2 separate regions of the Rattus norvegicus genome follow, and region 2 is linked to region 1. Evidence: chromatin contacts called from public Hi-C data. All regions are on one chromosome and are shown on one strand. Each heading gives the region's core, a stretch centred on a gene start, on an enhancer-like site or on the middle of the called end of the contact. The rest is flanking DNA. Distances are from core to core; before and after follow the strand shown.

Region 1 (5,291 bases), core at 1,595-4,094:
GTATATTCACAGCCCATTATCTCAGTGACGCTACCTCTTAGTGGAGGTTCCGAAGCAGTCTGGACCATGCTATGTCAATAATGCCAATGAACGTACTCTAGAGAGCACACCATCTTTATATCTTCGGCCACCTATGGCTTTCCTAGTGAAAGTCCTTATATTGAAAATAGAGATGCCTCTTAATAGTTCTCTATGTGAGCTCTAGCCTCTGTTTCACCATTTTAAAAAATATTTATCTTTCTGTGTTCTCTGTTGTTTGTAAAGAAAACAGAGCTAGTCTTGGTACACCGAGGGATCATCCTTTGATGTTGCTAGGTCCCTGCTATAGATTTGAGAAGTATGTGAGAAGATTCTAAACCTCTGTTGGTCAAGCTCTACAGCTGTTATTTGCAGTGCATAAAAGGGAGCACTGTACAAAATATGCAAAACAGTATTATTTCTTATTTAAAGTGGTTGTTTTAAGCTTTTAAAAACAGTTCAAAGTCAAGCTTATTGGTTTTGGCAGCATTCAGATTGGGCTATTTTTTAAAACTTTAAAAAATATTTATATCTCATTCTCAATATTTTCCTGATTTAGACCTATTTTGCCAGTGTTTGTACTCATGGAAAAGTTTTGAGTTTGTGTCTTGAGTTGTAGTCTTAATAAGAATACTCTTGGGAACGCTAGCCCAGTGTTCCTACTGTTACTAATAAATCAGAACCATTTAGAACTGAGAGACAGCTCTAAACGTCATTCCCAGGAACTCTGTAGAGGAGGAAGTTTAGGCTTTGGGCTTCCAGAACTCCCTGGAGGCAGCAGAGCTGAGGCAACTTCCTCTCTCCTCTCTGCTAAAGCTTCCAACCATGTTCTGAGTAGATTTTCCTTTCACAAGGTCACCTCTCAACAGTGAAGCAGCTTTCCCCTGGAAAAGTCTTAGGTGAGGTGTGAACAGCCCCTCGGACTTCATAATAATACTAGAAATGTAGCAGAGAAGTACAGAGGCTTCCTTTTTACCACTTAACTGTCTGCAACCATGAAATGGAACTCTTGTCTAAGTGAGATGCTGTTTTCTTTCAGAACCTTATTAGGTAAATAAGTCACTGTAATTTTAAATCCCGTGTTTAAAGGTCCACTTGACAACTTGACTATTTCAGTTCATAGATATGTTACAAGCTCCAGATATAAATGTGGCATAGTATGTCCCATGTCTCTTACAGAGAGAATATAGACTACATGCAGGTGTGATCAAGGCACAGCCTTGTCCTCCATAATGTAAATGTCCAAGCATGCATTGGGAAACTTAGTCACCCCACTATTTGTTCATAGACACAATACTTTTTAAAACAACACTTTTAATTAATTTTAATTTGGAAATGCACATTCTAATTAAGGACATGGCTGTTTTTCTTTCTTTAGGTATCAGTTTTTCTCTTTATCAGCTATATTCAACAACCTAACTACCGTTTTAAAAACAAACCCTTCCTGCCTCTCCACTTTTCTGAGATTTCCTGCAGTTGGTGTAAAGTGAGTCTGCTTTGTGTCAAGCCTTGGGTCAGGTCTGAGGACACTCATCTTCAGTGTAGTGGTAGTTGTAACAGAAGAGCGCATCGCTTCCATTCTTTCCACTACTGCACCGCAGTGCTTCCTGCCAAAACCAAACGAGAAACAGCAGCTGGGGTTCGTCCACATGAGCTGGGGCTTGTGCTCATCTGCTCCCTCGTTCTTCTCCTCTCCTTCCTCTCCTTCCTCCCCCCCCACCCCCCCCCACACAATGATTCTTGGTTAGATTACAAGAAAAATAAAATAATAAAACACGCTACTTTTAGAGCAGTTGATAAGATACACGGAAACCCCTCAGGTTCTCTGTGACTCTGTGACTCAGTCCTTACAACATGTGGCCACTGTTTTCATGGCTGCCACTCCTCTGAACACATTAGCCTGAAAGAATACTGCATTCTATTTAGATTATTAGGAGGAGAGTAGTGAAAGCATTCTTTAATTTTAAAAATCTAAGCTATAATAAAAAGTGTACATTGTGAAAGGACAAGGAAATCTTTGTGCTTGCCTAAGTATGAGGTTTATGAAAAGGAGTTTCTCACTTTTCATATGGAATATAAACCTGCTGATGGGTATTCTTTCTTGAGATTATGTTGATTTCTGTTATAATTGCCCAGTACTATTTCATTGTACAATAAGACATTTATCAAGAAAAAATAAAGGTTTTCAACGATATAAAAAAATAACATTTGAATAATTTACCCATTTAAAGAAACAGCATCATAGATTTACATAGTTAGAAACTTTCATTTAAAATATCTAACATGTTCAAACTTCATTAACATTATTAAAGTAATATTGTTTTCCTAAAAGATTATATAAGTTGTATATCTACTTTTTTAAAATAAGTTATGTTAACATGATAAAGCATTAGTGAAAGTTTTTTACTTTGTTTTTAAAAATACATAATTGTTAAAGTAATTTATTACAAGACATAAAACTAAAGTAATTTTAGCTACAAAATTCACAGGTTCTTTTTTATACTGCTTATTCTAAGGAACTACATACTTATGTTTAAATTTTACCATATAATTCACAAATGCTTATTAATAGTATTAGTGCTTTCTTAGTATTAACAATAAAATAATTGTATACTGGTACATGTAATACAGATATGAAAACATACCTTGTCAGAAGAGAGGTTTTCTTCAAAGTAGAATTTATCCACCCTGTGCTACTTAACTGCAATGTAAGTATCCTCAAGACTCTTGAGAAAAGATAAAGAAGTGTTACATTTAAAGAAAAGGGGGAAAAAAAAAAGAGCAAAAATCCAGCCCTCCTACCAGGCTCTGTGTGGCTGCGCCTGGGTGATACTGGAATAAACTGCTTCCACAGATTAGTCCATGTTAGTACTGAAGAGCGAGATTAAAACTTGTTACTGCTCATATGTTTTCCATCACTGTTTGTATCGTAGCCAAAACTTCTAGCTAACTCTAGACGTCTACTGGAAGATTTGGAAGTTTAAAAAAACAGAGTTTAATAATTCATGGCAACTAGCCATTGAAACTGTAGTCACTGTAGAAATACGTGATTTGAGAATACTTTATGAAATCCTAACATGAATGAATACCTATAAATTAGTTTCAAAAACCACTGTTTATAGGCTAATAAAACATTTATCAATCTTAGTAAAGAACACCCATATTATGTAAGTGTTTACCCAAAGTCTACATGTACCTAAATAGCCATGACTTTGTTTTCTCATAATGACTGAAACTATTATGTTAAGCAGATGTCTCAAGACTTTCTTGTAAGCTTTTAACCCTGCGATTGGCATCTTTGGGAACTGCAAGCCTGGGCCTGCGTCTGTTGTGGTATAGATAGCTGGGCAGGGTCAGGTGACTCCTACACCTTGCCTTTGCAAGAGTCTGAGTGGTGTTCTCACTGGCGTTCAAGAGATGCCATTCTCTGAGAAGAAAATAATTCCCCCCCATTTCCACTCCCAAGAGATTAGCCAGCCTCAAATCCTTGAAGCACACAATCCTTTCAGAAAAAGTTTTTATTGACCCTAAGGGGAAATGCTCAGTTGCTACAGGCGGGCCTGGTAAGTCACCTGATGATTTGTGCAGATTTGTGAACAGCCCCTAGCAAAAATCCAATTTGTTCTGTTAAAGCATATCATCTGCTGTTCCTACTCTTCAGAGAAATGGCACAGAATCAAGCCACTTACAACCATAGAAAATTTGTGTCTCACATGTGTCAGGAAGCTTAATTGGGGGTTCATCCTCTCCTCCCTCATGTAAAAGATTCATCTTTTACCCTCAAGTCTGACGTCACAGGCAGCTCAGCACGCCTAGATACCCCACTGTTTGCATCTCAAGTGTGCTGCAGCCATCTTATTTGGAGTAGATGCTCACAGTCTGTTACTCACTTGTATTTTAGTTGTAAATGTATCTGTTAACTTGATGGGTTGGCAACAGGATGAAAGTATGAACTGTACTTTATTAATCCTTGTGCCCAGAGCAGTCGGCCTCTGCCTGAATTCTGTCAGTGTGTAGACATGAAAAGGAAGATCATAAGTGAAATTGTTTGTCCTACACAATGACTTGTTTTGTATTTTAATATTTTATTAAAACATATTAAAAGACCATAATGGTACAGCTCAATGAATCCTAACTCTTGATCAAGAAATCTGAATCCCCTTTCCTCTTCCCCTACAAAGATAATTTCAGCATCATAACTTATTTTTGAACTTCGTTCATATGCCGTCACATAACACATTCTTCACGTGTCTGTCTTTTTTTCCCAACAATATGGTTTTGAAATCACCTGTGTCTACATTCTTCACGTGTCTGTCTTTTTTCATTCAGTGTTCTAATTTTGAAAGTCACCTGTGTCATTGTGGTTAGCAATAGATCATCTCACTATTGTAAACATTGTAGGAATGTGCCACCCATTATCAACATGTTCAACAGAATTAATTACCTTTTGAAGGATTGTTATGAATATTTTTAAATTTTATTATTTGAGAATTATATGTGTACATTTTGATTAGGTGGGAATTACTCTATCTTAACTTTCCCAAGGTACAACAAGGTGGAACTGAGGAGCTCCCCTTCCCCAAGTCATCACAGAAAGCTGTGTATTTCCTCCTGCATTGAGAGAAAAATCACCTTTGAATTTGACCCTTAGGACTATGGAGAACCTAATTCTTCTGTTTTTCTACAATTTCGTTTCTTTTTCCCCACATTTCTGTTGTGTTTTGAAGAACTAGTTAGCATCTTTAGAAGTTGTGGTTATATTATGTTACAAATTAGATAAATTACTAAACTTAAAAGTAATACTCTTTTTATTTTGTTAACAGAAATTGTGACTGCTCTAAAAATATAAAAATGTGGTTATATTATGTTACAAATTAGATAAATTACTAAACTTAAAAGTAATACTCTTTTTATTTTGTTAACAGAAATTGTGACTGCTCTAAAGATATAAAAATGCAAATTTATTTTTTATTTTGCCCTATATACTATGAAAATAAAAATAGATTATTAATACTGTGCTCACATATGATTTCTTTCTAAGATGATGCCCATGATGTAGACATGGACAGCAAAGATCAAAGTCTATAATACAAATTAAGTTAAGGGCAGGCCTGAGAAACTGACTGGTAAGGTAAGTACTATAAGAACTGTGGCATCTTAGGCACATCGTGGGCAACAGTTGCCAACACACAGCGCTTTGTGTTTTGTTGTCTAGCACGCTCTCACTTTCTTAGTGAATCAGGAAAGGCTGTAGTACCATGGATGAAGATGAG
Region 2 (5,291 bases), core at 1,913-4,412, 87 kb after region 1:
TAAAGTATGCCTGTCCCATTACTTACCACACTGATGTTGTCCAAGGTATGAGTACAAATACCGAACTGTCCTACGGAACACATCACACATCTTCCTCCTCTGTGGGCAATGGATTTAGGAGGTGAGCCTGGCCGGCAGAGACCATGTGACTAATCTCTGAATTTCAGGAGAACCAAACATTACCTCTTTTTCAGGTTTGAACTGGTGATCGTTTGGAGGATACAAATAGATGAGGAAGGGAAGGTTTTTCCAAAGCTGGATCTTCTCACCAAAGTCCCAGAGCAAGGTAGGACTCTGAATACCCTTTCCAGAGGATGTCTCAGTGTACCCCACAAAGCTACCTGAGTATCTTATCTGGGTTTACATGGGAAGAATCAAAAGTTGAAAATGTCATTAAATATACTTTAATCAGCAACCTCCCAAACACACAAGAAGGAACTACTTTCTTGAGCCTCTGGAGGTTGTGTGGAAGAAGGCATTTTTCTCTGCCTCAGGTTAGAGGTTAACAGAGCCCCTTGGTCTTCAGTCTCTCTAGTGCTTTCTACTGTGTGGCTATTGTGGGCGCGGGGGTGGCGGGGAGGCCTGTCTCAGACATTCTGATGTTTCTTGCCTGGTTTGTTTTCTTCACAGCCCTAGAAATGGACAAGAACAGAGTCATAGAAACTGCTCCTCTCAGTTTCCGAAGCCTGCTAGGTGTACTTGGTATTGAAGCTGCTCTAGACAGCCTGATAAGATTGTTCAATACAGACAAGTAGTTCCCCGCTGGCAAACTCAGGAATAAGATGCGATGCTGGGATGAGGAGATTCGCAGTATGTTGAACATGAACACTTCTCTTTTCCAGCTAGAAACCACATCCTTCAGATGACAGGCATTTGTTGCATTAGTGGTATATTACGTATGAACTCCCATGGCATAAAAATAAAGCTGTTCAGATACGTTAAAAGCAACATGTATAATGCTTTGTACAGATAAGTCGAATTGAGAAAATGTTCCAAGAATGATTGTCCGTTCTCAAATGGGTATGAAAGAGCTGTGTTAAGCCGTCAAGATAGCATGGGACACAGTAAAACCCAAAGCCAGCCATCTGATCTGCCCAGCAGAAATGTCCCAGAAAATCCTGATGCTCCTCTTGGTCTCCTACAGAAGTAGCACTGTTGACAGCAATGGCTGCATTGTTGACTTTACTTGAAGTCACACACACCCACAGCCCAAGGGTGGTACATAACTAATTCTGGCACACAAGAGCAACCCAAGTTTAAAGCAGCCATATATAAAGCAGCTATATAGTGAGCCACCGTCTCAGAAAAGAGGCTAGATTATACCTCCATCACAGAGAACAGTTGCCTAATATGGACAAGGCCCTACGCCCAGTCCCCGGCACCACATGAGCCTTCGCCTGGGTGGCTCTTAGCTCAGACACAGAGCTGTATCATTTGGTGAGTGCCTCAGTTACCTGCTACTGCCAAGACGAGGGGGTTGGTGTGGGCATCCTGAACCAAGCAGAGTCAGGAGTATGGTTGGAGGAGAGCCTTGCACATGCTGACGGGGTGCTCCATCCATGTTCTTTACCCCAGGAGACACTGTTTCCATCTACCTATCTGTTCCCAGCCATACCTGAGATCATTACTGTGATGTCAGACAACCAAAGACACACATAAATATACCCCTAGTCCATGTCCACCTCAGTCAACCCTGAGTCAAAACAAAACCAAAGGCTGCTCTCCCAACAGAGAGACATAACCTTCAAGCACTTGAGTCAAGTGAAGGATATAAACACATAGTTGTGTGCATACACCAGTCAAAAGGAAGTGAACTGACCCCAGTGTACAGTGTGTCTTTACCTGAGTGCTCAAGAGCTATTATGTTAGGACAGAATTTTACAAACTATAGATGGTGCTTGATTCAAACAAGTATAATTCTCAAATTATCACAAAATTTCCCACAAAAGTTTACAATCAGCAAAATATTTTCTTCATTTTTCATGTAGTATTTTTCATACAGTTCCATGGTTTTACTACTATGTTACAATAAGCCTTCATTAGTCTCTCAAAAGGATGATATAAATAATCAGTCTGTACAGCCTACCATAGGATAAAAAAAAATGAAGACAAACCTCCCAATGATTCATAGCAGCCAGGCACACTTCTGGTGACCCCAATAGAATGCTCAGTGCCAGCCAGGAGCCTTCTATCTAGCCCTGATGAGAACAGTAAGGCCCTAGACCCAAATACGCAGTATACCTCAGAGCTAACCCAAGTCACCAGAGTGCCAGGAAAACTCTGGGCTGATAGGAACACCCACCCAGCAGACCTCAGCAGCTCTGAATTACGGCTCTGCCTCCAGCCTCTACAGCAGCAATTTCAGGTAGGAAAAAAACGCCTCAGCTTCCCCTAGAGTTAAAATCATAAAGAAGGATTTTAAAAAGTGATGCTCATGCGAGTGGTGACCATCCTGACCTGAGTCCTGTGTTTGTTCCCTGCTGCTGCCCTATACAAAGCTATGGGCTTCAGTACCTCCACAGGGACCTGAGTCTAAATCCCTCAGAACCAATGTCCACACTAACTAACCCCTGACCGCTCGGCAGCAGGGGACCAGCCAAAGCCTGTGTTGATGTGTGACTTGCATTGAACAAGCGACCAGTTAACAGCTGGGAAAGTTCCAGTAGTATCCATGTTTTTGTGAAAATCCAAACTGTTCAAGTTTTCTGTGTCAATGGTCTGGTGATAGGAGATCCAAACCTTGGGTCCTAATAATAAGGCTTTTTGTATTAGAGAACCGGACGTGAGCTCTGTTTAGAAGAACTTCCCAGGGTGTTTACCTGGGCTTAACGGACACTTCCACTCTAAGAAAACAGATGGCTTGCTGGGACACAGCACTCACGTCCTACATTCCTTGTCCTAGAAGATTATAGGGCTCTTCAATTCCTTGTCTCTGAGAGGCAGTCTATCCTCAGCAGGGATTAAAAGCAAAAACATTCACAGCCAAGTCACCCAACACAACCGAAAATAGCTCTGCCATTCAACTTTCACATTCAAGTTTCAAAGACATCCCAGGGGAGAAGTTAGACCTTATGGAGAACTAATGTGCAGTCTTCATGTTCCTTGAACCGAGTGGACCTCACAGTGTCATCTTTGGCATGCACAGTCTTTGAGTAATAGCTGACTATCTTGCTGTCTAGTTTATACTGGTGAGGAATGCTCTCATAGGGCTTGAGGTCGAGGTCCAGTACAGACACAGAGAAGGCCAGCCGGGATCTTGACGAAGGGATAACAGGCCTCTGGTCAGAGCTGCAAGTAACAAAACAATTTCAGATTACACAGACACTCAGGCCCTCACAGTTTGGCTCTTGGTGCACCCATTCTGTGTTTATGTACATCTACTGTCTGTGCCAGCTTCACATATAAGCACAAGTAAGTGACTACTATGCCACAGACTAGCACACTATGTCTAGGAAGAGGGTTAAAAGAACAGAAGGTGGAAAAGCCATTATGTGGGGTGCGTGAGTGATAGTCCCCATGCTCCAGTGGTATTAGCAAATGCTGGAAAAGTCACTTTATCGTCAGCCAAGTATTACAAAACCTAAGAAAAAGTAAAAAGTAGATCAGGCTGTGCGGCAGCCAGGTGGATGGATGGCTGTTGAGAACAGACTCTTTCTGTGCTTTCCCACTGTGGCTGGGAGCCAGCTCAGCCCATCATGCTTTTCCATCAGAGAGCAAGCTGGCTTTGTGTTAACTCTCAAGTCATATCTTCAATGCTTTTGTGGGTGTTATAAACATCCGAAAGTCATGTGCTTCAAACAAAATGAACAATTACTTGAAAACCTCTTCAGAATAACTTCAAACCACATACTGAGGCTGCAGTGTATCTAACTGAGTCCTGAAGACAGTTAGTACACCGCATTTGCCCAGCTGGCCCAAGAGAACTGTCAGGGAGTCATGGTTCCTCTGTGCTCACTTCATTCAGAAACCAGAACACACAAAACACTGGTCTCAGAAAGTCGAGAGTTGAAAGAACAAACACATGGGCCTGTTCTAAAGTACACTAAAGAAAGTATTCTCACATGTTGCTCCAGAATCATGTTTATAGGGAAAAAGTTGAATTGGACTCAATCACAGGGTCTGACAGGTGACCACAAGCTCCAGGATAGCCAAAAGCACAGCAGTGTACACCAACCCCTTAACACCAAAAGCCCGTCTCCTTCAGACTGTACGGCTAGGACTCAGCAAAAGCCAAGGCACAGTTATCCCTACCACTATGGCTACACATATCCCTGTGGTAGCCCTGGATACTGGTACTGGGATGACCAAGGCTGTGGCGCTAAGCTGCTCTCCAAGGCGCTAGGCAGTTTCAGCTGCCCATGCCCATGTTTGCAATAGTCCCTTCAAGGCTTAGGGACAAGGAGCAATAAGAATTTCCCTGGCTCTTCAAAAGCCTGCAGCAGCAACAGGAAGGATGACTTACAGACGTCTCAAGTATGATTGACACAAACGTCAACCACAGAGGTTGGTGGGTTGTACATTAAAATGTAGCCTTAGGCTTTACTGTGCATCTTAAGATGAACCCAGGCCTATTTTTGCCTCTGGCTTTTTGTTGTTGTTTTTTTAGGTGTTTCTTCCCTAGCTAGGTACAATTCCTGTGAGCACAGCGCCACCTTCCTCAAAGAAGGCTGTGTGCATTCTCCAAGGAAAAACTGAGAGTGAGGACAACCTCTCTCCTAGTCACCAACTACCCTACCCTCTGCAACTCCTTTCACACAGGCAGGACGTACAGCAGTAGAGGCACCCTGGAAGGTCCTGTTGCCTTCCCCTATCTCCTTTGTTCTTGCTTCGAGGGAGATCTAGGCTACCAACTTTGAGCCTCCTGTAACTGGGCCCTACTCTCTGGCCTTGAGACCTGACCTCAGCAAGCATATGCAGCCTCTCGGGACAGGACCCATTCTTCCTGTTCAGAATCCTTAGAAAGAACAAATCAGGATTTCCCAGTCTGTCCTCACTCTTCAAATTCGGAGCTTCCACAAAATAGGTTTGAGAAGTGTAGTGCCAAATAGCAAAGCTTTTCAACATTTCACATTTTAAAATGAAATAAGCTTTGAAACACTTGATGAATAAAAATGGTGTGTTAAACTACCTTTCCCAACCGCATCCTTGACCAGGCAGGGTAGCCAGTAATTAATAAATAGCACCCTTGGGCGTGGCTCTCACCCAACCCAGCACCTTACGTCCACTGACGGGCACCTCACAGCTAAGCTCTGGGTCTTTCTTGAAGGATAACATGAGTTTACAACTAAACA

The links. A called contact is a pair of places that touch in the nucleus more often than the background predicts.
Region 2: a Hi-C map of frontal cortex shows a contact between it and region 1, with 1.6 times the contacts expected there. The contact joins the enhancer-like site here to the promoter of Aspn in region 1. A contact is called at or near these places in 5 of 12 Hi-C or Micro-C datasets (the A7r5 cell line, Schwann cells, frontal cortex and 2 more).

The regions. Positions count from the first base shown.
Region 1 is chr17:15,307,625-15,312,915 of GRCr8, forward strand. Aspn (asporin) reads right to left here and starts at 2,845. Exons shown (of 8, transcript NM_001014008.2): 1 at 2,664-2,845. All of the region lies in intron 5 of Cenpp (centromere protein P), which reads left to right.
Region 2 is chr17:15,394,794-15,400,084 of GRCr8, forward strand. Ippk (inositol-pentakisphosphate 2-kinase) reads right to left here. Exons shown (of 13, transcript NM_001008556.2): 13 at 1,898-3,288. The coding sequence ends at 3,063. It overlaps Cenpp (centromere protein P), which reads left to right. Exons shown (of 8, transcript NM_001402493.1): 7 at 195-286; 8 at 631-948. The coding sequence ends at 755. Among named protein-coding and RNA genes, the nearest start is that of Ippk, 39 kb to the right of the region's middle. Within about 2 kb of position 3,163, at least 18 of the 93 cell types and tissues checked have an H3K27ac peak or open chromatin away from gene starts, as enhancers often do.